6 separate regions of the Mus musculus genome follow, and all the other regions are linked to region 1. Evidence: chromatin contacts called from public Hi-C and HiChIP or PLAC-seq data. All regions are on one chromosome and are shown on one strand. The core of a region is the stretch at or near the end of the contact, and the rest is flanking DNA. Distances in the headings are between cores, read along the strand shown.

Evidence for each region. A called contact is a pair of places that touch in the nucleus more often than the background predicts. HiChIP or PLAC-seq counts read pairs in DNA pulled down with a chosen protein or histone mark.
Region 2: an H3K4me3 HiChIP or PLAC-seq map of stem cell-derived neural progenitor cells shows a contact between it and region 1, with 14 read pairs. The contact joins the enhancer-like site here to the promoter of Grin2a in region 1. A contact is called at or near these places in 4 of 39 promoter capture datasets (embryonic stem cells, liver, second pharyngeal arch cranial neural crest and 1 more), 5 of 484 Hi-C or Micro-C datasets (embryonic stem cells and myocytes), 7 of 115 datasets of contacts at active chromatin or transcription factors (VIP interneurons, embryonic forebrain, embryonic stem cells and 2 more) and 1 of 9 other capture datasets (adipose tissue).
Region 3: a contact with region 1 is called in an H3K4me3 HiChIP or PLAC-seq map of neural progenitor cells, with 12 times the contacts expected there. The contact joins the enhancer-like site here to the promoter of Grin2a in region 1. A contact is called at or near these places in 6 of 39 promoter capture datasets (embryonic stem cells, hippocampal neurons, liver and 2 more), 6 of 484 Hi-C or Micro-C datasets (embryonic stem cells and myocytes), 7 of 115 datasets of contacts at active chromatin or transcription factors (VIP interneurons, embryonic stem cells, forebrain and 2 more) and 1 of 9 other capture datasets (adipose tissue).
Region 4: a contact with region 1 is called in a Hi-C map of cerebellar granule neurons, with 2.4 times the contacts expected there. The contact joins the enhancer-like site here to the promoter of Grin2a in region 1. A contact is called at or near these places in 4 of 39 promoter capture datasets (embryonic stem cells, hippocampal neurons, second pharyngeal arch cranial neural crest and 1 more), 5 of 484 Hi-C or Micro-C datasets (cerebellar granule neurons, cerebral cortex, embryonic fibroblasts and 1 more), 2 of 115 datasets of contacts at active chromatin or transcription factors (embryonic stem cells and forebrain) and 2 of 9 other capture datasets (adipose tissue and liver).
Region 5: a Hi-C map of cerebral cortex shows a contact between it and region 1, with 6 times the contacts expected there. The contact joins the enhancer-like site here to the promoter of Grin2a in region 1. A contact is called at or near these places in 1 of 39 promoter capture datasets (embryonic stem cells), 1 of 484 Hi-C or Micro-C datasets (cerebral cortex), 3 of 115 datasets of contacts at active chromatin or transcription factors (embryonic forebrain, embryonic stem cells and forebrain) and 1 of 9 other capture datasets (liver).
Region 6: a contact with region 1 is called in an H3K4me3 HiChIP or PLAC-seq map of forebrain, with 5 times the contacts expected there. The contact joins the enhancer-like site here to the promoter of Grin2a in region 1. A contact is called at or near these places in 7 of 484 Hi-C or Micro-C datasets (cerebellar granule neurons, cerebral cortex, cortical neurons and 2 more), 3 of 115 datasets of contacts at active chromatin or transcription factors (embryonic forebrain, embryonic stem cells and forebrain) and 3 of 9 other capture datasets (adipose tissue, embryonic stem cells and liver).

The regions. Positions count from the first base shown.
Region 1 is chr16:9,994,274-9,997,873 of GRCm38.p6, reverse strand. It overlaps Grin2a (glutamate receptor, ionotropic, NMDA2A (epsilon 1)), which reads left to right and starts at 2,061. Exons shown (of 14, transcript NM_008170.4): 1 at 2,061-3,051. It overlaps Gm30668 (a long non-coding RNA gene), which reads left to right. Exons shown (of 3, transcript XR_384651.2): 3 at 424-665.
Region 2 is chr16:9,514,831-9,518,430 of GRCm38.p6, reverse strand. No RefSeq gene overlaps it. Among named protein-coding and RNA genes, the nearest start is that of Gm41418, 240 kb to the right of the region's middle. Within about 2 kb of position 1,745, at least 7 of the 459 cell types and tissues checked have an H3K27ac peak or open chromatin away from gene starts, as enhancers often do. A contact at or near this core is called in stem cell-derived neural progenitor cells, where this site is marked.
Region 3 is chr16:9,531,613-9,535,212 of GRCm38.p6, reverse strand. No RefSeq gene overlaps it. Among named protein-coding and RNA genes, the nearest start is that of Gm41418, 250 kb to the right of the region's middle. Within about 2 kb of position 1,547, at least 12 of the 459 cell types and tissues checked have an H3K27ac peak or open chromatin away from gene starts, as enhancers often do. A contact at or near this core is called in neural progenitor cells and stem cell-derived neural progenitor cells, where this site is marked.
Region 4 is chr16:9,602,485-9,606,084 of GRCm38.p6, reverse strand. The region is part of intron 12 of Grin2a (glutamate receptor, ionotropic, NMDA2A (epsilon 1)); the gene reads left to right. Among named protein-coding and RNA genes, the nearest start is that of Gm41418, 320 kb to the right of the region's middle. Within about 2 kb of position 1,939, at least 3 of the 459 cell types and tissues checked have an H3K27ac peak or open chromatin away from gene starts, as enhancers often do. A contact at or near this core is called in cerebellar granule neurons, where this site is marked.
Region 5 is chr16:9,623,737-9,627,336 of GRCm38.p6, reverse strand. The region is part of intron 11 of Grin2a (glutamate receptor, ionotropic, NMDA2A (epsilon 1)); the gene reads left to right. Among named protein-coding and RNA genes, the nearest start is that of Gm41418, 350 kb to the right of the region's middle. Within about 2 kb of position 1,851, at least 11 of the 459 cell types and tissues checked have an H3K27ac peak or open chromatin away from gene starts, as enhancers often do. A contact at or near this core is called in cerebral cortex, where this site is marked.
Region 6 is chr16:9,669,024-9,672,623 of GRCm38.p6, reverse strand. It overlaps Grin2a (glutamate receptor, ionotropic, NMDA2A (epsilon 1)), which reads left to right. Exons shown (of 14, transcript NM_008170.4): 6 at 2,714-2,919. Among named protein-coding and RNA genes, the nearest start is that of Grin2a, 320 kb to the left of the region's middle. Within about 2 kb of position 1,658, at least 22 of the 459 cell types and tissues checked have an H3K27ac peak or open chromatin away from gene starts, as enhancers often do. A contact at or near this core is called in cortical neurons and forebrain, where this site is marked.

The DNA of each region.
Region 1 (3,600 bases), core at 812-3,311:
GAAAAATTACTAACCACACAACCGCACAAGCCTAACAACTCAAGTTCTGTCCTTGGAACCAATGTAAAAAGGCAGATATGGTGGTATGAACCTGGAATATTAACACTTTTCCTGTGAGATGGGAGGCAGACACAAAAGTAGCCCCTGGAAGCTTAGCTGACAGCCAGACTAAGATACACAGCAGCACAGTACAAGACAGACCCCGCCTCGGCAAGGTGCAAGGAGCAAATGATTTCTGAAAATTGCCCTGTGACCTCCACATGGCATGGCATGTGACACTCTCTTCCCATAAATAAATCTTTTTAAAAGTACAAAAAGAAAGAAAGAAAGAAAGAAGGAAAGAAAAAGAAAGAAAAAAAAGAAAAGAAAGAAAGAAAAGAAAAGAAGAGAAGAGAATAAAAAAGGCTTTTGTTTTTTCTCCAGGCACTTGAAGAGAGAAGGGTGAGACTCTGAGCCATCCATTGTCATTAGAGAACAAGCCAGTGAACAATGCAGTGACCACTGAGTTGCATTTGTGTGCAGCCAACAGAAGGAACACAGCTACTATGTGGCATTTGAAGTCAAGATTACAGTTTCTGCCACTGGAGCCCCCTCTTTAGCCTTGGTTTCACTTTTCACTCTGAGGCAAGGTCTCAATAAATTGCCCATGCTGGCCTTGAACTCACTCTGCTGCCCGTGGGTACCCTGCACTTGATTTCCCCACCCCGGTCGCCACATTGGCCACACCACTAGGCCTGGTTTTCCCACTGTGTTCATTCTTTATGATTTATGTTTCAGGCCTTTGCTTGTTCTCTAGATAGCTTTTAAAGATGGGGCTTGCTCTGCCTAGGCTGCACAGCCTCCTTAGTAGCTGGGGCTGCAGGTGTGCATTTATCTGAGCTAAGGCAGTGTAACATTCTCAAGTTCTCAGGTCAGAGTCTTGCATGATATCCATGCAAGAGAGAGGCCCAGCTTAGCCCGGCTCAGTCCAGCCCATTCACAGCCCCAGTAAATGGACCATTGCTCCAGTTTCTGCCTCTGTTGTATCACATTGCCCACCCCCATCCCCTTTTCCTTTACCGTCCAGATTCTGTCTGCTTCCTTGTTTTCTTTTGTGTAAAACCCCAGGGTATTCCACACACAACATCAGCTCCACAATAAACCCACGGGTCTCCAGGACCAGGGGCTCCTTTCTGTAGCCATATCGATCCCCCCTGGATGAGTTACTTTAGAGGGCTCTCATTTTTTCTTGGGTACCTACTACGTGTCAGGTTTTGTTAAATCTTTGACCATTGTCTTTTTATTGCAAAATAACCCTGAGAAATGGCATTTATTTATTTATTTATTTATTTATTTATTTATTTATTTTTACTGCTGTTGCTCGCCTGCTTTTTCAGATTATCAGTCATTAAAGGAGGAGGGTGACTCCTGAGTTTGGCAGACCTGCAATAACAAAAGCTACTACTCAGTATAGGAGTCCAAGAAGTTTCTTACAGTTGGTTCTCTGAACAAGGTGAAGTAGGCTCTGTGTTTGTTAGGGGCAGCTTCTGGCTGGGCTAGGAGCTGGCTAGCCGGCTAGCTGGCTAGCTCTCTGAGATTTTTTTTTTTTTTTTTAAATAAAGATCCGGATGCAATTCTATTCTTATGACTTAATCACTGTGGAGGCCAGTACTCTTAATACTTAGGATTTTAACATATGCATTTGGAGCATAAACATCCAGGTGACATGAGGCATCAAGGGAAGGGAAGAAAGGCAGAGACAGGTGTTGGGATTCAAGTGACTGACCGTACAAAGGTCAAATGTAGACATCTAACAAGGAGCCTCATGCCCAGCTGCTAGAATTGGAGCCAGTCAGTTTTCACAGCCAGTTAGCCCCAGGCTCTTGGCTTATCCGTTCTGGTGACTTAGAAGAGGCAACCACAGGGTTACGTTTTGTCTCGAACAACTTAGAGAAGGAAGCAGCAAGTGTGTATGTGTGTCTGTGGGTGCGCGTCTGTGTGTGTATGTGTGTGTATGCGCGCGCGCACGCGTGTCTGTGCTTGGAGAGAGTATATATGTTTCTGATTTTAAGCTCCCGGCTCTCTGACATCAGAGTGGGTTCCCATATCAGGGTGGTGAGGCATTGAGAGAAGCATCCTGGGCGGGTGTGTGCGTGTCGGCGTGCCTTGCGTGGAACAGAGATTGCTGCACCCAGCGCCAGGCACTGGAGGAGGAGGAATCCGTAGCAGAGATCTGAATAATTGATTCTTCAGCAGCACCAGACGCCCGGGAGCGGGCGGAGAGCGTGGTTTCAGCACCAAGGTTGCGCGCCACCGCAAGCTCCCCCCGTCACCAGCCAGACACCTAGGTCGGCCTTGTTCCGCTGCCGCCGTGCGCTCCAGAAGAGGGTGGCCGCGCTCCGCGTCGCCGCCTAGGGACTGCGGGGTCTGCCTTGGCCCGCCTCCGGGGTGGGCGGCTGCAGGCGGACCAGAGCTCCAAACAACGTCGGATTGCGCGGGGGTTGCTGCGTTGCGTCTCGCTGGCTGAGAACAAGTCCTAAGTTGCTGTGGTGGGCGCCTCTGCTTTCCTCTATCCTCCTAGGCGACCGCAGCAGAAGCGTGCCCTAGGATCCTGGCTTCTCCAGTGTTGTGAACCGCGGTGGCCAGGCTCTTTCCTGGGCTCCCGCTGACCAAGTGAGGAACCGAACGCCCAGCTCGGAGCTGGCCCTTCAGCGAAAGGGCCAGGAGGGAGCTGCGGTCCTCTGCCTGCGCCCTTCTCCGCCAGGGACCGCGGGGATCCCCGGCCACACGCGCGCGCGCGCTCCCACACTCACTCACACACACACACTCACACACTCACGCACGCCAAGCAGGAGCAGGACTGCGGAGAGGGTGTCCAGGCGCGCTCAGAGGACCTGGCAGCCGCTGTCCGGAGTGGAGCATAAAGCTGAGCCAGGGCTCTAGGAGAGAGGCTCCTGGGGTGCTGTGCCTGAGCATGGGGCCGGATGAGCTCTGAGAGTCGCGGCGGCAGCAATCAGCCCTGGAGATGACCAGGGGTGGCCACTGCTGAGAACTATGTGGAGAGAGGCTGCGGTGAGTGCTGGCGCGGGACGCCGAGCCTGGGAGGGCCCTGTGAGAAGCTGGTGGGGGGAAGGTATGGATAGGAGGGGGCGGCAGGACGCACAAGAGGGTCGCTACGTGGGAGTGATCACACCTCCCTCGGGGATCCGGGACCGCGGGAGCCCGCGTCCTTCCCTCCCCCTCTTCTCCTCCCGGCTCATAGCAAACTCAGCCAGCGCCCCCTCCTTTCCTGCCCCCCACCCCCCACCCCAGGCTCAGCAGCTCCTGGTCGCACAACTCCCAGTAGCCGGGCGCCGAGGTGGTGGTAGGGGGTGAGGGTGGAGGTTCCCACTAAGCTTCTCGTGGGTGGCCAACCTGGGGCTTCCACTCTCCGGTGCGTCCCTGAAAGGAGCTCTGGTTATCAGCCACAGGAAGTGAAGACCCGCACCGAGGGTGTCATAGGCACCAAGCTCCAGCTCCCTCTCTGGTCGAGCCCCCAGGGTGCATAAGGGGGCTGTGAGCACTGCAGACTGCATCCCTCCCCCCACCTTCCCTTAGCACTGGTGGGCTGACCCTGCCTCT
Region 2 (3,600 bases), core at 496-2,995, 480 kb after region 1:
GGCTCAGGGAACATTACTGAGGAGGGGGTGGAAAATTGTAAGGATCTGGAGTTTTCTGTGAGATTATGCCTCCTAGTAACGTCAGAAGCTACACACATAAATTGTCCCCAACATGTCTGCCAAAGTATGGGCTGAGCTAGGAGATCAAGAATGGACGTGCCAAACTGGACAGAGCAAAGCCCATGAGGCCTCAACCCTACACAAAAACTGTGGGCAACTGGGGAAAGATGGGAACAGGAGAGAAGGCCTCCCCCAGGAAGAGTACAATGGAGAGTTATCTAGTGTCAAATGGTCACTCTGGAAAACGTGCGTACAGCATTATAAGAGCCAAACAGATTATATATGTGCATATATGATTAGTTAAAAAGAGACCATGAATTTGAAAGCAAATAAGAAGGGTACATAGAAAGGCTTGGAGGAGAAGGGAGAAATGTAATTAAATTATAATCTCAAAAATAAAATAAATCAAAAAGTTTAAAATCTTTAATGCGTGTTTTCTACACAGGGTTTGTGGAAGGGAAGTGACCCAAAGATACTCAACACAGCCAGCCTCCGAGGAAGCCGGGTAACTTATGCTGCATGCCTACAGGGTAGCTATGAGAACAGTTAGAGTTGGGATCTGAAATGTCCCTATAGCGTCTTGATTTGAACTCTTGTTCCCCAGCTGGTGGCAGGCACTGGGCAGAGTTTAGCTATAGGACGACACGCTGTAGGGGCAGGCCATCAGAAATTTATAGCCTTCTCTCCATCTGTGTGAGTGGACTATACCCTGCCCTCCTGCTGCTGCATGCTCTGTTGGGCCTTCCCTGCTATGATGACTGACACTCTGAGACCATGAGCACAGATAAACCTTTCTTCCTTAAGGTTTCGGTCACACACTCTGGCACAGCAAGCCTAAGATAACCTGTGTAAGTGCTTCCACACACTGTCAGAACAAACAAGAGTGATCCAGCCACTGAGAGTGTGCAGGTACACGCATGAGTGTGCCTATGCATACAGATCAGAAGACAACCTCAGATGTCACTCCTCTGGAGTTGTTCACTTGTTTTGTTGATTTTTGAGACAGGGTGTCCCACTGGCTTGGGACTCTGAGTTTGTTAGGCTAGATGGGCATTGAGTCCCAGTGTCCACTTTTGCCTGCCTCACTGGAGCTGGGGTCACATGTGTACACCTGTCTCTCTCTCTCTTTCCATCTCTCTGTCTTCAAGTCTCTGTCTCTGTCTGTCTGTCTGTCTGTCTCTCTCAGTTTGACTCTGTCTCTGTCTTTCTCTGTCTCTGTCTCTCTCTTTGTGTGTGTGTGTGTGTGTGTGTGTGTGTGTGTGTGTGTGTATTTCTGGGGATCAAACTCAAGTTCTTGTGATTACAAGGCAACATAGGATTAACTGAGCTATCGTTAGCCCAATTTGCCAATTTTTGACAAACTTCAACATAAGTTTGCATATAAATAGTATATAGTTAGACAGGGAGTTTTTATTTGTGAGCCTCACTTTAGCAAGAAAAGAATTAGTTTACATGAAATAGGTACATACATGTTTTACAGCAGCCTCATTCATATTTCCTCACACCAAAGACCTCGATGTCCTTCACTGAGTGAGCAGGCACTCTATGCTATATGCATACCAGGATATGACTCAGCAATGAAAATCAACCTTTCAATTCACCAAGCTATCTGCAGAACAGCACACACTATCACTCCTTTATTCTGTCTTCTCTGAAGTTGAAGCCATGGCAATGGCAGACAGAAGTATGTGCCTCTAACAAGGGACAGAGAGCAAAGGTCAGGTCCAACGCCTGTGGCCTGGGGGCTGCACGCAGCCCATGGGAAATGCAAATCTGGCCCAACACAAAACCCCAAACTTACCTGAAGCAGTAAGAGCTCGTATTAAGTGGATGATGCTTTTGTAACTCAATTGCAGTGTTTGAACATGAACTTTGTAGACGACAACATCAAGTCACCTTGTGAAAATACTAAACACTCAACTTCTGAGACTGGAGAAAGATAGCAGGAGTGAATTTGGGGACAAGTGATGATATCATTTTGTACATCAATTGCTGATAATGATTGCTGTGGTAGAGACACAGATCGGCAAGTGTGTGCATTCATAAAACTCAGCACCAAAAAGTCTATCTCAATGAGTATTAATTTAGATATTAGCATTTAGAAAACATACAATGTCACACATACTGGGAGAGGGTGGTACGACGCTGCTGTGAACACTCCCAGTTGTATCATTTTGTTTTCTCATGGTACTGGGGATTGAACAGCTATGTTCTGTGCTTGCAAAGCAAGTGTTCTGTGACTGAAAGGCATCCCACCCCCTGAAATATCTTAACAATAGGACAATGTTACATGGTTACTAGGACACACTTAGTGAATGCTCCTTAGCAAGCACCCCCATGTGACCTCCTGTGTTAGTTACATTTCCACGAGATTAATAGAGCCCATCGCCATAGAGACGGTATGGCATAGAGATGAGAACAGGAAGCTAGCTGGTCATACTTTGTCCATAAACAGAAAGTGGAGAGAGGAAACGGGAAGCAGAACTAGACTACAAAACCTCAAAGATTGTCCCAGTGATGTACTTCCTCCAGCAGCAAGGCTCCACCTCCTAAAGTTCCCACAGTTCCTCAAATAGTCCAAGCAACTAGGGACAAATACACGAGCCTGTGGAGCACATTTCTTATTCCAACCACCACGCCTCCTTTGCCGTATGGTATTGTTTTTTGTGCATGTGTGGGGGTGCATATTCATGCATGCGCATGAATATGGCAGTAAAAACTCAACCTCAATGTCATTCCTCAAGTGGTGTCTGTCTTTTTGTTTGAGACTGGTTCTCTCCCTGGCCAGGAGTTTGTCAAGTAAGCTACCCTGGTTGACCAGCAAGCCCCAGGGATTTCCTGACTCCACCTCCCCAGCACTGTGATCACAATGTGTGCCCCATGCCCAGTGTTTTAGAACACGGATTCTAGAGCTTGACTGGGTGCAAAGCAAACATGGCACTGCTTGGGCAAGACTTTTAATCCCCCAACCTAACTTAGTCTATGTAGTGGCATTAAAATGCTCTTCCTGCTGTGGCAGATAACAGAAACTGAGGGCAGGTTGGAGGGCATCCATGACTTTTAAAGAAAGTCACCGACTCTTTGAGCCCAAGCTCCACTGGCTCCGGAGCCTGATTTTGGGCTTTAAGAGAGGGTCTCGGGTATCCCAGGCAGACCTCCAACTACTTTTTAGGTGAGAATGACGTCAAACCTCTGGTCCTCCTGTATCTGTCTCCTAGTGCCTGTACCATCACGTTTAATTCCAGAGTCAGAATTTTCCACTATCATTTTGTATTGTTTCTAGACTGGAAAGTCTACTTTTCTGCTTTAAAACTGCATATTAACGGGCAAGGGGTGGTAACCTTGCTAGCAAGATGCATTCGCTCCACTCTGAGTAAGTGCTCATCCTTGACTGACCTCTGAGCCCTGGGAAATGCTGACTGTTGCCAGATAAAATTCTCTTCACATTTCCTTTATTTTCTTTCTCTAACACCACTGATAAGTTCTCTGTAATGATGTAATTCATCATGAGAGGGTCAAAGCTTGGTTTTATTGATGCAA
Region 3 (3,600 bases), core at 298-2,797, 460 kb after region 1:
GGTTTTAAATTTGTGGAAACTAAAGCTCAAGGAAACAGTGGTTCATCTAAGGCCCCTGGGTTAGTGGCACATTTCAGGTTTCAAATCCAGGCAGTCTGACCCCAGGGTTTGAGTTAGAGCCAGTTTTACAGATGTCCCACCGAATAGAAGCCATATCATCCAAATAGAATCCAGTATCATCATGACTGGATTCATCTGACCTACATGCTTAGTGTGTGCCAGACATTGTAAGATATAATTATTTATCTAAACCATAGGCAAAATTACATTTTATCTATAGGAAGCCTGAGGCTCAGAGCCTAAGTATGCTTTTAAGCCACTCAAGAGCCTGTTATTCACACTTAAGTCTTGAGGAGCAAAAAACTCCACTAACCAGAACTTCTTCCAAGTAGAGCTGATCTGATAATTCAATCAATCAATCAATCAATCAATCAATCAATTCTGAGAATGCTTTCCTGAGATATCTGTGTGTTACATGAATGAGTAGCAGAATTGAGGCTGCAAGATGGTTCTGAATGTTGACACAAATATTTATTTATTACATCCACACTAAGGTTGGGAAGACAGCTGGAAGGACACATTCATGTGCAACACGTGCACGACAAAGCAGAAGTCAACCTGCCCCACAGAGCCAGGCACGGAAGGCCACTGCTATACATAGGGTGAATGATATTACTTTTAGGTGGCCAGGGTGCTATTGAGGCACCAGGAAAGGCCTCACTCGGGCTTGATGGTGACATGGGATTGCTAAGTGCCTTATCTGTTGTGCCCTTAGAACCTTAAGTTAGAATTATGACTTTAGGCTGAAAGTTTCCTGTAGCTAGCCGTGTGGCTAGGGTTCACAGTGAGCTTGTTTGCTTCCAAGCAAAGGGGATGGGCACTACAGAGGAGTCCTGGAGCCCAGTCTGCTCCCTGGGGTTTCTTCCTTCCTGGTGATGCTAGCTGGCAGCTTTTCCATCGCTTTGAAGGAGGCTTTGCTAGGGAAGCAATTATTGTCTGTATGGAAGCCTGTAGGTGAAGAGACAGCAAAGACTCCCGAGGGAATGCTGAGATGTGAATGAGCGCAGGGTCTTCAAGACAGGAACTAATTTGAAAAGCATGCAGATTAAATTTGTGCCAGAGCTTGCCTGACAGGTTGGGGTTAGAGTGTGGCTGTGCCCCTTTATAATCTGTGCTGCCCAGGGAAAGATTTATTCTGGAAAGGAAAACAAAACAAAACAGGCCTTTAAGTCCTCCTCTGAAACTCTTAGCACGCTTTCTCTCCCAGGACGCAGATCTCCTGGCTCCCCAGCCCACTCCCCATGGCTGTGAAAAGCTGCGGGTAGAAATCTGCCCCTATTCCTGAGACAGCTCTGTTGCCCCATCTGCCTTCCTACGTCACCCGTGTCAGATGTTGTGACCTTGGTACATTGCCCTCCAGTGCTGAGACAATAGACAAGAAAAACAGAAGTGTATAGACTATGGGATCTCTCTGAGTTTGGGGGATGAACAGTGTCTATCAGGGAGTGACCTTGCTTGAAGTGGCATCATGGTTATTAACCAGTCTCCTTGGAGTCCAAACCCTCTCGTCACCATGGCAACCTAGTAACAAAGAGGATCAGAAGCAAGCACTCCTTGGATATTCTGAAAGTTTGGCACCTACTGCTATTTTCAGTGCTCTGCTTTGAAGATGCCTTGTTTTATATCCATGGGCCTAAGCAACTACCTGAAGAATGAGAGGAAAAAAAAAAGAAGAGAATGTCATGCCTATCTTCAAACAATTAGTAGTCAGTAGTATAAATGCCCCAACGAATGAAAATCAATTATGCAAGTAGATGACCATGCACTTCATTATCCTCCAGATGATGTCAACTCTCTGACTATGACAGAAAGCCGGTTACACTGAGTGTAAGGATATTGTCAGAGAAAATAGTATTTGGATTCCCCCATCCCAACCCTGCTTAGCTATTATTGAACCTTCTTGTAATTAATGCAATGCCCAACTAATGCTGGCTTATTAATATTCTTTAGCACATGGCACCTCTGGGAACTTTAAGTTCAATGTTGCCATGAGGCTTTGAAATACCCAGGGCTGAGAGGGCTCCTTTCAGGAATAATGAGCTTTTTGAGCCCAGCCTGCTTGCCTGTTTTCTGTATCCTTCACGATGGATCTGTCAGCTGCCCATCTCCCACCTGTTCCCAACCAGCTCTGCATCTTCTTTTAGTTGTGCACACAACATGAGCTCATTTGTCTCCACTGCAGGCTTCAGAGGCTTGGGCTGGCTTTGATGATTGCTGGCGATGTTATGTTTGCATGCTCTGTTGTAGTCTGACATTCCTGTCGCTGGCTCCACCTTCATTCCTCGATGTGGATTTAGACAGCCAGTGTGTCTGAAAAATAACCACTGGTGTCCCAATGACACGACACATATTTTCAGTAAAAGGGAAGAAACTCTCTTCATTTCATAATTGTCTAAGATATGGGAAGTTGGCAACTGGCCCAAGAAAAGAATGACCTTCTGAACATATGACTCAGGACTCTTAGATATCTGGTCAGGAAGCAGCAAGATGCTATGCAATCGACCAGGGTTCATAGTGCATGTAGACCATTAGACCAACAGTAACCTTAATTGGTTAATAGCTCAACATGAAGGCTTGTGGGGTTGATACAGATGTATGAATGTGAAATTCATCTCACGTAAGACACTTGAAGACTATAGTGGAGCTCAGTCAGCAGACGGCTTGTCTACCATGCATGCTGCTTTGGGCCCAACCCCAAGCACTTTATCAACTGGCTCTAAACTGGAGGCCATGGCTATAATCTTAGCACTCACGAGCAGGAGGCATGATGTCATCCTATTTGACATAGCAGGTTCAGTACTAGCCTAGGCTACATGAAATGATCATGTGTCAAAAATTAAGTAAGCAGTCGAGAGAACACAACATCTTAGTCTTCTTCCTCAGAGGCAACTGATATTTCCACGGATCCTGCTGACATTCCCTGCCTGCAGGAGCCAAGTACAGATACCCAGCAGAGAACGAGTCCCAAGGACTCACAATGAACACTATTCACACAATAGGCAGCTCAGCATAAGTCCATGACTGACCAGTTCAAGGTCCAGCAAGACTGAGATAGTCATTGTGAATTTAGGAAGCTTGTATAGATGCTAGGTTTGCCTTGTTCTTGTATACTGGCTGTTGCAGATCTCATGTGGGATGTGCTCAGCTAAAATCACAGCTTCCAACCCTTGTCTCCCTCCCTTCTCTCCTGTTCCTCATCTTACAAACTCCTGCTCCATTTGTCTCTGTGGCTGGCTGACTAGACCCCACTCAGCCTCGCTCTGCCTATGCCTCCAGTCTGGCTAATCACTGTAACACAGCTGCAGGTCCTTCTTCGCTCTCTGGATGTCTTATCTGGAGCTGAGCTGACCTCCCATGAGTCCATCAGTCAGATGCCAGAAGAAGGATGTGGGCTATGATGGCTGGTGCCTGTGGCTGTCTGTGAACTACAAGTTTCTTTTCAAATAGTTTCTGCTTCTGTTTTAATAATTTTATATGGACATATTTAAAAGGACACAATAGGGGCTGATGATATAGCTTAGTTGGAAGAGTGTTTGCCTA
Region 4 (3,600 bases), core at 690-3,189, 390 kb after region 1:
TCCTAGATTTGATGCAGCCCATCCTTCACCTTCTACTCCCTAAAGACTCCCTTAAAGTCAGGTACCTTTCCTTTCCACTAGCTGAGCTCCAAGCTCACAGCATCCTGTGGGACTTAGCAGTGCTTTGCTTACAAAGCAAAAGACAGGAGATGAAGTCTCCATAATTTACCAGCTCTGGAACATGAGTAAATTAATTTTTTATTTCCAATTTTTTTCATCTTTAAATCAGAGTTATTTAAAGGTTAAAAGTTAAAATAAGTATAAACTAATTCAATCAATAAATCAATAACCCATTTTTAAAAGGACTGTTAAGTCCCTTCATTTAAGACAAAAAACATTGACTAGAATCCATGGAGACAGCCAAAGCACTCTAGCAATAAATGCCTACACTTTAAGAAGTAGGGGCGGGTCATGAGGCAGTAGTAAGAGCACCTGCTGTGCAAGCATGAGGTCCTGGGCTATAACGCATCACCCACAGAAACGGCTTGTAACCCAAGTGCTGGGGTGAAGCCTAGACATAGGGGCATCAGTCACATGTATACACATGCATGCATGTATAGATGCACACACCTGCACTTGCACATCCATAACTCGCACACATGCATTCATACACACAGGATAATCTCAGCAAAACTAGCTTGATGCCTGGTGTATACTTGATGTGTTCTTATCCAGAACCTCTTTGTGTTCTCTGGCCCTTTGAAGACATCTGATTCTGGGTCCCTTGAGGGTAGAAATCATTTATGCCCATGGTTTTTATGCTTCCTTTCCTCCTCCTAAACTCACAGATGACCTCTGCACATCAGGCACTTAATTTAACTCCATTCGGTGAATTGGCAGTATTGTGGATGTGTGTTTCTCTTCTCTGATCAAAGTTCTTTTATCAAGGAAAGAAATTAGATGCCCATATTATTCATAGTTCTTACGACCAATATCTGACAACAAACTATGTCATGGAAGAAAGACTTTTATTTTGGCTTATGGTTTGAGAAGAGATGGGCCGTCAGGGTAGGGCAGCTTGGTGGCAGGAAGCTCCATGGAGTGAGGCAGCTTGTTCTCCTCTTAGTCTCCTGGGAAGCAGAAAAAACTGAAGGCAGATGCTGAGCTTGGCTGAAACTCTCCGAGCCATGCAACCGGGAGCAAACTAAAGTCTTGGAGTCCCTGCTTTCTTATCTTTAAATCAGAATTGTTTTAAATTTCTTAAATGTTAAACTAACCTACTTCCTTTACCTAGGCCTCACCTCCTAAAGGATCTAAGACTGTCCACTATGAAGCCAGCAGCCAGGGACCAAGTTTCAAGCCCCTAAGCTTAAGAAAATCTTTTATTCAGACATAACCAGTACCTGTAAGGGGAGAGATATGGGGAAATAATCATAGACCATGGTCCAATGTCACGGTCTTCTGGAACTCCTACATTCACTGTAAGAGAGGAACACTCTTTCTTTGTTTAATCTGTGCACAATGATGTCAAATATCCCTGGTTTATTTCATCCTTTCAATGCGATTCTCTTGATGCACAAAATTAGCAAGTCAAAGAATTGCCTGGCTTTTGGAACTGAAATGGCTTGTCAATTGTTGTCATGCCTGGGGCCCTGAAGCCAAGAAAGGCAAGGTGTAACTTGATGGGGACATTACGTGATGGAGTGGCAGATTTTAGACTAAATGGAGAATTTCCTGCCATGTAGGCCAAACAAAACACAGGGAAAAGAAGCCATGTAGCGATCCCTTGCCTTGTTACTTCGGAGGAAGAGTTGATGTCTGTGACACAAGCAAGGAGCATGTTTGGCACTGCAGTTTGAGACAGCCAGCAGCCCAGTTAGAATCCTAAAACCAGCAGTAGAAAGCAGTGCGTTGTTCTTCAGCCCCTTCCTGCCCCACTGCATAGTGGGAACAGATGGAAGAGGCACGTGGACAGAGGGTCCATCTGGATCTTCTCTGGCAAGGTGTCACTAATGGGGCAACAGGCAGGCCCACACTGAGTCTTCAAGCACACACAGGAGCCTACCTTCTCCTGCCCCTTTCTTCTTCTTTCACTATTATGTATCAATCCTATTCATCTCCCTTCCATTTCTGTTTTTGCCTCTCTGACGTATGGTTCTGTTCACTGATGGGGGCATCATCAGAGTAAGAACTGGGAGTGATATCCACAGTTTCAGTTCAGACAAACTTTCTGCTAAGCTGGGTCTAACTCCCACTATATTCTCTGCTGAATTCATTCCTGCAGTCCCTAAGAATAAAGATGCACTCATGTTTTCTTCATAATTCCTGCGTGTGTGCAGGCACATATGTGTGTGTCTCATCTATTGTATCAACCAAGACTTACTTTCCAAATTCTCTACTTTGGACAGGGATTTGACAGTTCCAACCTAATTGGTAGCTATGTAAGTCAGAACTTGTGTGTCCTTCTGTGTTCACAAGATCAAGGCTGGGTTCTGGGTAATAGAACCCACACAATCTCCTTAATTAGGAGCCTTAGAGGAGAGAGGCAGGGAGACTTTGATTTGTACAATCAGAACATAATGCGGGAACTTGTGCCTCTTCTGGGCTCTGATCAGGTTAGGAAGTGTCCATGGCCAAGTCCTGCCACTTTATAAAAATGGAGATCTATTGAATGACAAGTCCATCTGAGCATCAGGTCTTAGCCACAGCATTCCTCACACTACAGGAACAAGACCGGGAGACTTCAATGGAAACTCCAGACCCTACAGATTTATTCTTTAGCCTTTTGCAGATGAAGTTCCATGCACCCTGGCCTGGGTTATCTAGAGTCTCATCCCACTTAAAGATATGTGCAAAGGAAGCACGGAGTGATGGACAGAGGGTGAGGCAGTGCAGAGGGTGCTAGAACCTCTTCTCCATACTGAAGTGACTTACGGGAGAGTCCAGGAAACCAAAAGCTGAGTCTATCAGAAACTATAGAAAAACCAGAACTGTTAAAGGGAGGCCCAAAAGAGGACAAACCGAGGCCAGATGAGTGGGTAGGGGAGAAAGCACAGGTTCATGATGGGCAAAAAGAAAGGGGAGGGAGACTGTGAGGTCAGAAGAGAGTGGGCAGGGGAAAGGAATGGAAAATGAGATGGAAAGGAGAAGACAGATCAAGGAGAGGGAGCGGCAGAGAGGAGGGACTGGAGAAAGGTTCGCTGAGTGGCTAATTTATGTAATTTTTAGCCCAGGCTTGCTTTGTCCAAATGAGCAATGGCTGTGTGGATTCCCAACCCCATCCTGGCTCCCTATGTAGACCCTGGGCTGATTCACTCTTGCCTGTGAGATGTGACCAGTGTTCCTCTGGCTTACCCTGCCAGCAGTCCTTCCTGACACAGGTTCCCATGTCTTCAGATGACTCAACAGCAACCCACAGCTGTGGCCTATTTAAAGAGTGTATGTGCAAAAGGATGGAGTCAGGACTGAAGGGCAGGAGGTACAGGGAATGTGAGCACCCTTCACACTGAAGGGGCTTACCTGTTACTGTGATCCTTAGTATCTAGTGGATTCACAGTAACTAACAGTCACGGAGGTATCACTGTGTGACACGCATTCATCTAAGCCTTATATGCACCAGCCTGCTGAGTCCTCACAATAGAGTAACAAGCAGGTTAAATA
Region 5 (3,600 bases), core at 602-3,101, 370 kb after region 1:
TGTATGTTTAGTTTTAAGGGTTCTTTATATCTTTCATGTGTTAATATATTAAGCTCTTACCACACATGTGATTTGAACACATGTTCTATTTTGTGAGCTGCATTTTACATCTCCCTTATGTTGGTGATATTGCTGATACACAATTTTTAAGCACTAAGTCCATGTTTTTACCTGAACTTATGTTTCTACAAAGCTCAGGTTGCTAGTCTGTGTGATTGTGTGTCTAGGTGTGTGTTCATGTTTGTGGGTGTGCAATGCACATGTGTACATGAGTCCATGTGGAAGCCTCAGGACATCCTCGGGCATCATTCCTTCTCACCTAGGTTTTGAGATGTGGTCTCTCACTTTGACTTGGGTCTTAGCTGGTTCAGGTAGGCTGGCTGGCTGGACAGCCCCAAAGATTCTCCTGTTTCTGCCTTCTCCACACTGGGGTTAAGAAGATGCACCACCACACTCAACTTTTTACTTGAGTGCTGGCAATTGAACTCAGGTCCTTCACTTGTTCAGAACATACTGAGACATATCTCTAATCCTTATTCTTCATGATTAAAAAAAAACAGAACTATGATTCCACATCCCTGGGGAAGAAACATCTTCACAGCAAAGCAAACACTGATCATTTAGTCTTTGGCACAGGTTTTCAAAGTCCATGGCATTCAGGGCAGCATATGTTAACCAGAAACTGGGTTAGTGATTCCAATATCCATGGTCCTTGGGCTTTTAGATGTTAATCTCTTAAATATCAAGAGATGGAGTTATCACTATTCTCAGGGAGATAGGATGAGGAAGAGCAGGAGAGATTCAGGAAGTGAGTACAGGGTGATGGAGATGTAGGAGAATGTTATTTTATGTCTGGATACATTGAACTAGAAGGACCTTTGGCCATTACCTCATGCCATATGCATCCTACCTAGATGTTCTGTTTCATGAGCTGTGCCCTGAGTGAATGGAATACATATTCTTACTCAGTCCTCAACACTCTTTAAGCTAGGTACCATTTTATTCACTTCCAAAGATGAAGAACATGAAGATCAGCAAGATGAACAGATGGCACAACAAGCTATTTAGCAAAATCACTGTATGGTAGAACTTCCAAGCATAGGGCTCAGTTTTGCCCCCCACTTGGCAATGCTGGCTAGAGAGTTAGATGGATAGGAATAGTGTTCAAGGCAGGATTAGAAAGTGGAGTTGTATGGTCCTATATAATATGCACATCTTATGTAACATACTGTGAGATGACCTTAGAGTTGATACAACACAGTATCCTTATTTTTTCTCTCAAAAGAAACTGGCCCAGCAATGCAGAAACAGCAGAGAGAAAGGTAGATGTGGGGTAAGTCAGGATGGTTGCTATGCCAAGCAAGTTCTTTCAAGGATACCATCTGAGTGGGGCTTATTTGCTATATTTTATCAGTCAGACAGAATCAAGCATGCATGGTTCATTTTCAGCTGCTGAGTTCGAAAGCGGGCGTAGACATCAGCGCTCAGCGAGCTGTTCTAAATGGGATCGCATCATCTCGAGAGAAAAGCAGATCGACAATGACCTGGTTTCTGAGATCCACCCCCACGCTGCAAATACAGCTCAAAAATAATTGCTACCACATCATACGGTTAGGGTTTTTTTTTTCCCCTTAATAAAAACTCAAGAAAGCAGAGACATCTTTCTTCTTTTTGTCCTTGGAATGACTTCCTGTTAAACTCCATCAAAAAGAATATTAAAAAATTTTCAAGGTCCTCCATAAAAAAAAGTGTTTAAAAATAGGAAAACTGGAGGAGGGGGAGACATTGAATGAAGTGTATTCACGGTTCTGTAAACGCAGAGATGGAGACTGAGGGACGAGAAGAGGAAGAAAGGTGATGAAATGGAATTACATCCATGAGGAGACAGGTCAGTCAGTTCAGAGCTTGCCCTGTAAGCACAAGAACCTGAGCTCATCTCCAGAACTCACATAGAAAGCTGAATGTAGCCATGTGCACTGGGGAGGTCGAGATAGGAGAGTCCTTGGGCTCACTGGCTGGGCAGCCTAGCTAACCGTCCCAAGTCCGATGAGCCCTAGACCAGAGGAGGTGGGTGAAGTTTCTGAGGCTGTCCTCTGGCTTCATGTATATCTGCATGCGCATGTACGTACACACACACACACACACACACACACACACACACACACACACACACACACACGTGAATTAGATACATCCAGAAGCTTGCTGACAACCTTCTTGCAAGGCATTCTGCTGAGCTTGTCGTTTTGTCTCATCTCTCAGGCTCTGTACCATTAACATCTAAGTCAAACTTTTGCCTGTGGACAATGTGTGTCTCACAACTAGTAATGGTTGGCTTTACGCTTGGACTATGACTTGAAAATTCATAGTTCAATTTGTGATTCTCCTTCAGCAATTATGAGAGTGTGTGATGTGGATCTCGGTTTCCTGGCTTTCCCTGAAGCCTTTAATGCTGTTTCACATCCGAATGTACTTAACTCAAATTGTTTTACCCATTTGAAGCTCATTTTATTACATTTTGAATTGTTTTGGGAACTAAGTGAGGTATTTCTTACCGATGGGTAACATTTATTGGGCATTGACCTTGCATAGGTCCTGTTTGGGTATGGGGAGGGCTTGGTCAGCACAATTTTATTTACACCCTGTGTTAGGGCTATGTGACCATGACATTGCCATCTTCTATTCTGAAATAGAAGACACAGGCAGAGAGTGATGGAGCACAGTATCTAGAATAAGTCCTACTCCAGAGCCAAATGCTTTGAGTCACAACTTAAATACAGTAACAACGGTGGCCATCTCTTTGACAACGCACAGCCTGGCTGGCTCTAATTGCCCATTGTTATATAAAGCTGGTACAAAGTTTGTAGAGGTTTTCATTTCAACACATCTCTTCCCTTGTTTGAAATTTTCATTGCTATTTTTAAAAGAATAGCTCTCCTTCCATTGAGATGGAAAAGACAAATGAAGCCCCCAGATGAAACTAGATTCCTTAACTGTAGAACTATTCACAGATGGTTTCTCTTGAGAAACACAAAGAATTAAGAACTCCCTGGAAGATTCTGTATTCTTATTTTTAATCATGTGTGTGCATGAGTGCATTCTTCCTAGGAGCCCTGCCCACTGTGTTTTTTGAGACAGGATCGCTCACCAGCTTAGAACTCACAAAGTCAGGTAGACTGTCTGTCTGCCCATCTCTGACTCTTCAGAACTGAGATTATAATGGCCCTGGGTTCTGAGGATGGACTCAGGTCCTCTTGCTTACAAATCATACATTTTACTGACTGGGCCATTGTCCAAGCCCAGATTCTGTATTCTTCGGGTGTGTCTCCTGTCACTATTTGCTAAGCCCACATGGAAACTTCAAATCTATGGTTGTTTCTTTACTGCTGGATATGCGACCTCTCCATTTTGAAGAAGGGATCGAGGCTTGGAACTAAGTAAGCAGCAGCAAGCCCAAAGATCTGCAAGAAGCAGAGCCAGTATTCAGAGTCTGACCCATGGTCCCTCTTTTTTGCCTGCGAAGGGGATGATTTTGAGACAGGTCAGACTTGCCTGTTACAAGGTGCAGGATTAGGAGCAGAGCATCGAAGTTCTTGACCG
Region 6 (3,600 bases), core at 409-2,908, 320 kb after region 1:
GACAGCTGTATGCTAATAGGCTGAGCACAATCTCCATGGATGCCTCTCATTGGCTTAGCTCAGATCCATATTCATATTATGTGTATTGGGAGTTAGGAAGCTGTGTCTGGAAGTCAGGATGGGAATTGATGCTATCATTTGGCTGTCGAGGATGAATGAATAGAAGCACCCAGAGAGAATGTGGTGAGACAGCAAGTTTGTGTCTCATAGAGCTACGAGCAATAGTTAGTTTTACTGGGTGAGATGGGATAGTTGCACAGCCTCTGTGTTGAACTATGAAGTTGGCACTATAATGTATATCATGAAGGATATGGGTCTAGAGAGGGCACACAGACTAAGTGACGGTGTTCCCCAGCTATGCAGATGTACCAATAATATGGAATGCCAGAGTGGAGACAGGCACAGGGTGAACTGTCTGTGGGGACAGCAAGGATGGCTTTTCAAATGAGGTGATGTTGGAGCTCTGTTGTACATGCTAACCACAGAATGAGCATCTGCTGTAGATGTTCATGCTTTTATGCTCCATGGATGCATTGTCTACATTTTTGTCTCATTTAGACCTCACTGCAGTCTTCAATGAGATTTCTGGTTGTTCTCTGAACTTCTGCAAACAAAAAAAGTGAAGCCCAGAGAGGTTAAGTTACTTTCCCAAAGTTACTCAGCTTAAAAGGTAAAGCTGGCAAGAACACACAAAAGGCCTTAACTGTCAGAGCTTTTGTCCTATCCACTCAACCACCTAGCCTCTCTTGAAGGTCCAGACCAAAGGAAAGGAATGGAAATGCACATTAAAAATGTGTTTATGTATGCACGTATGCATGTGTATGCATATGTGGGGTGTGTGTGTGTGTGTGTGTGCGTGCGTGAAAGAGAGAAAGAGAGAGAGAGAGAGAGAGAGAGAGAGAGAGAAAGAGAGAGAGCTAGAGGTAAAACTCAGGCCTTGGGCATTGTTTCTCAGGATGCTAGGATGCTGACTATTTGTTTGGGAGGAGAGGTGAACGTGGGGTTTTTGTTTTTTATTTTGTCTTCAAGAGCATCTCATGGTGGCTTGGAATTCACTGATTAGATTGGCTGGCCAGGAGGACCCAGGGACATGCCCCTTTCTCAGCAGCAGTGGAATTACATGGTGCCACCATGCCCTACTTTGTCACATGAATTCTTGGGACTGAGCTCATGTCCCCATGCTTGTGTTACAAGCACTCACCAGCTGTGCCATCTCTCCCACAGCAAGATTTTGCAATCTATTTATATAATTGGTATTATTATTTTGATCACTGTCCCTCAACTCACTGATAGCACCACAAAGGCAGGAACCATTCTGTTTGATTCATCATTACCCTTAAGCTAATACCAGCACATAGTAGGTATTCAATAAATCAATGCTGAATGAAGAAAGAATTCCACGGACTCTGCATTTTCCTAGCTTATATCAAACATCGGGGCTAGATGAGCATGTTTGCTTCACCAAATTAGTCTGCCAACCTCTGTGTCTAAAAAAGAACGCTATCACCAAAGCTAGACAATTTTGTAATTAGCCACATGGGATGTTTCTTTACAGCCAGCAAAAATTTTCCAGTGCAAATGATGAGGTAATCTCAGAGAGCAGAAATTCTTCTTCTCTTCCTCACCCTTATCACCTTCTGGTGCTCAGTGTGTCTGGATTCATTTCTGGTGACACTCACGTCACTGGAGGAGAGGTGAGCGGGTCACATCAACACAGACAAGCCTGTGCTCCTCACTTAGCTGGCTCCAGTGAGGTATTTTCCTTGAGGTTGCTACCACAAATAAAGCTCTGACCTGTGGTGTAGGCAGCTGCTCAGGAGGAGGAAGGAGAGAGCAAGGCGTGGGGGCAGCTTCCTCCCGGCGAGTATGTGAACAGTGCCAATAAACTGTCAAATAAAATTAAAGTTCAAAACACACAGCCTTCAATTTGATTTCACCGAGATGCTGGCTGCTGCTCAAAGGGAGTACAATCGATTCTATTTTGACAGGTCTTGATGCGTGCTAAGCAGTAATAGTCTCCGCTCTGTGGATTAATGAAAGTTCACCTTCATTTGCAACTTAAATGGGACCATATCAGGGCTTGAGATGGTGCTTCTAATTCCATCACTGGCTCTGGCCCCTTCGGTTTTCTCCCTGCTCAGTCCTGCATTTTGCTCATCCATTTCTTGTTACTCTTTTCTTCCATTCCTTTTCCCAGCACGGTTTGCTGCCTCCGTCTTTCTTTCCCCTTCTCTGTGATTGAAGTAGAAGCCCAAGGTCCTTCTTATATGCCCGGTACTTGCTCTGCTATGTATGCTCTGCCTGATTCTCCGAACATCATAGGAAGCTAGGTGGAATTGCATCATGGGACAGACGAGGAAGCAGATGCTCCTGTGATGAAGGGCTTGCACGACTGCAAAGGGAGAGATGCTTATTCAGACCTACAGCTCTGTGACCATCACAGTCCATGCTGTTTCCATGACACCCATGGACTGACCTTTGCCAGAGCATTGAGTCTTTCTGGGGAGCCTCCAGAAGTACACGTTAGTCATCACTATCAGATATGCACATACCATTCACCTCTAGAAGGATCTGGTGGGGGGGTGGATATCTATCCAACATCCAGGTCCTCACCATTTGTTACCTCCCCTGTCTCCTGTGAGAAAGACCTTCCTTTGCCTTTCTATAAGCCAGTGATGTATGCACCCAGTGTGTCTTTGTGTTTGTGATGCAGGTGGGCAAGTGGGAGAATCAGACTCTGAGCCTGCGGCATGCTGTGTGGCCAAGGTATAAGTCCTTTTCTGACTGTGAGCCAGATGACAACCACCTCAGCATTGTCACCTTGGAGGAAGCCCCCTTCGTCATCGTAGAAGACATAGACCCACTGACTGAGACCTGCGTCAGGAACACGGTACCCTGTCGGAAGTTTGTCAAGATCAAGTGAGTTTCAGGGATGCTCCTGGCTACATGTGTTCACTCCTACCTAAAAGCTCATGCAACAGTGTCTATAATCCAGTCACAGTCTCATACATATCCATTGCCATGGTCGCATAGTAAATCTGAACACTTACATGCCTGGAGATGTGTCATGTATGCATTTGTTTAATTCCAGTGTCCATATGGACAGGGTATGTTTTTGTCATGGGAAACTAATACTAATTATAGGCATATTAAGAAACTTGTTCAGGCTTATAAGGGTGATTCAGTTGGTCACGGGCTTGTCTTGCAAGTTCAAAGACCTGAGGTTGAGCCCCTGAACCAATAATAATATTGATGATGATAGTGGTGATGATAATGGTGGTGATGTTGCTGGTGGTGATGGTTTTGGTGATGGTAACGATGATAGTGATGCCACTAGTCAGGCATGGTTGCCCACTGGAAAGGTAGAGACAAATGGATCTCCAGGATTCACTGAGCAGCTAGCCCAACATTCTTTTTTTTTTTTTCCATTTTTTATTAGGTATTTAACTCATTTACATTTCCAATGCTATACCAAAAGTCCCCCATATCCACCCACCCCCACTCCCCTGCCCACCCACTCCCCCTTTTTGGCCCTGGTATTCCCCTGTACTGGGGCATATAAAGTTTGCAAGTCCAATGGGCCTCTCTTTCCAGTGATGG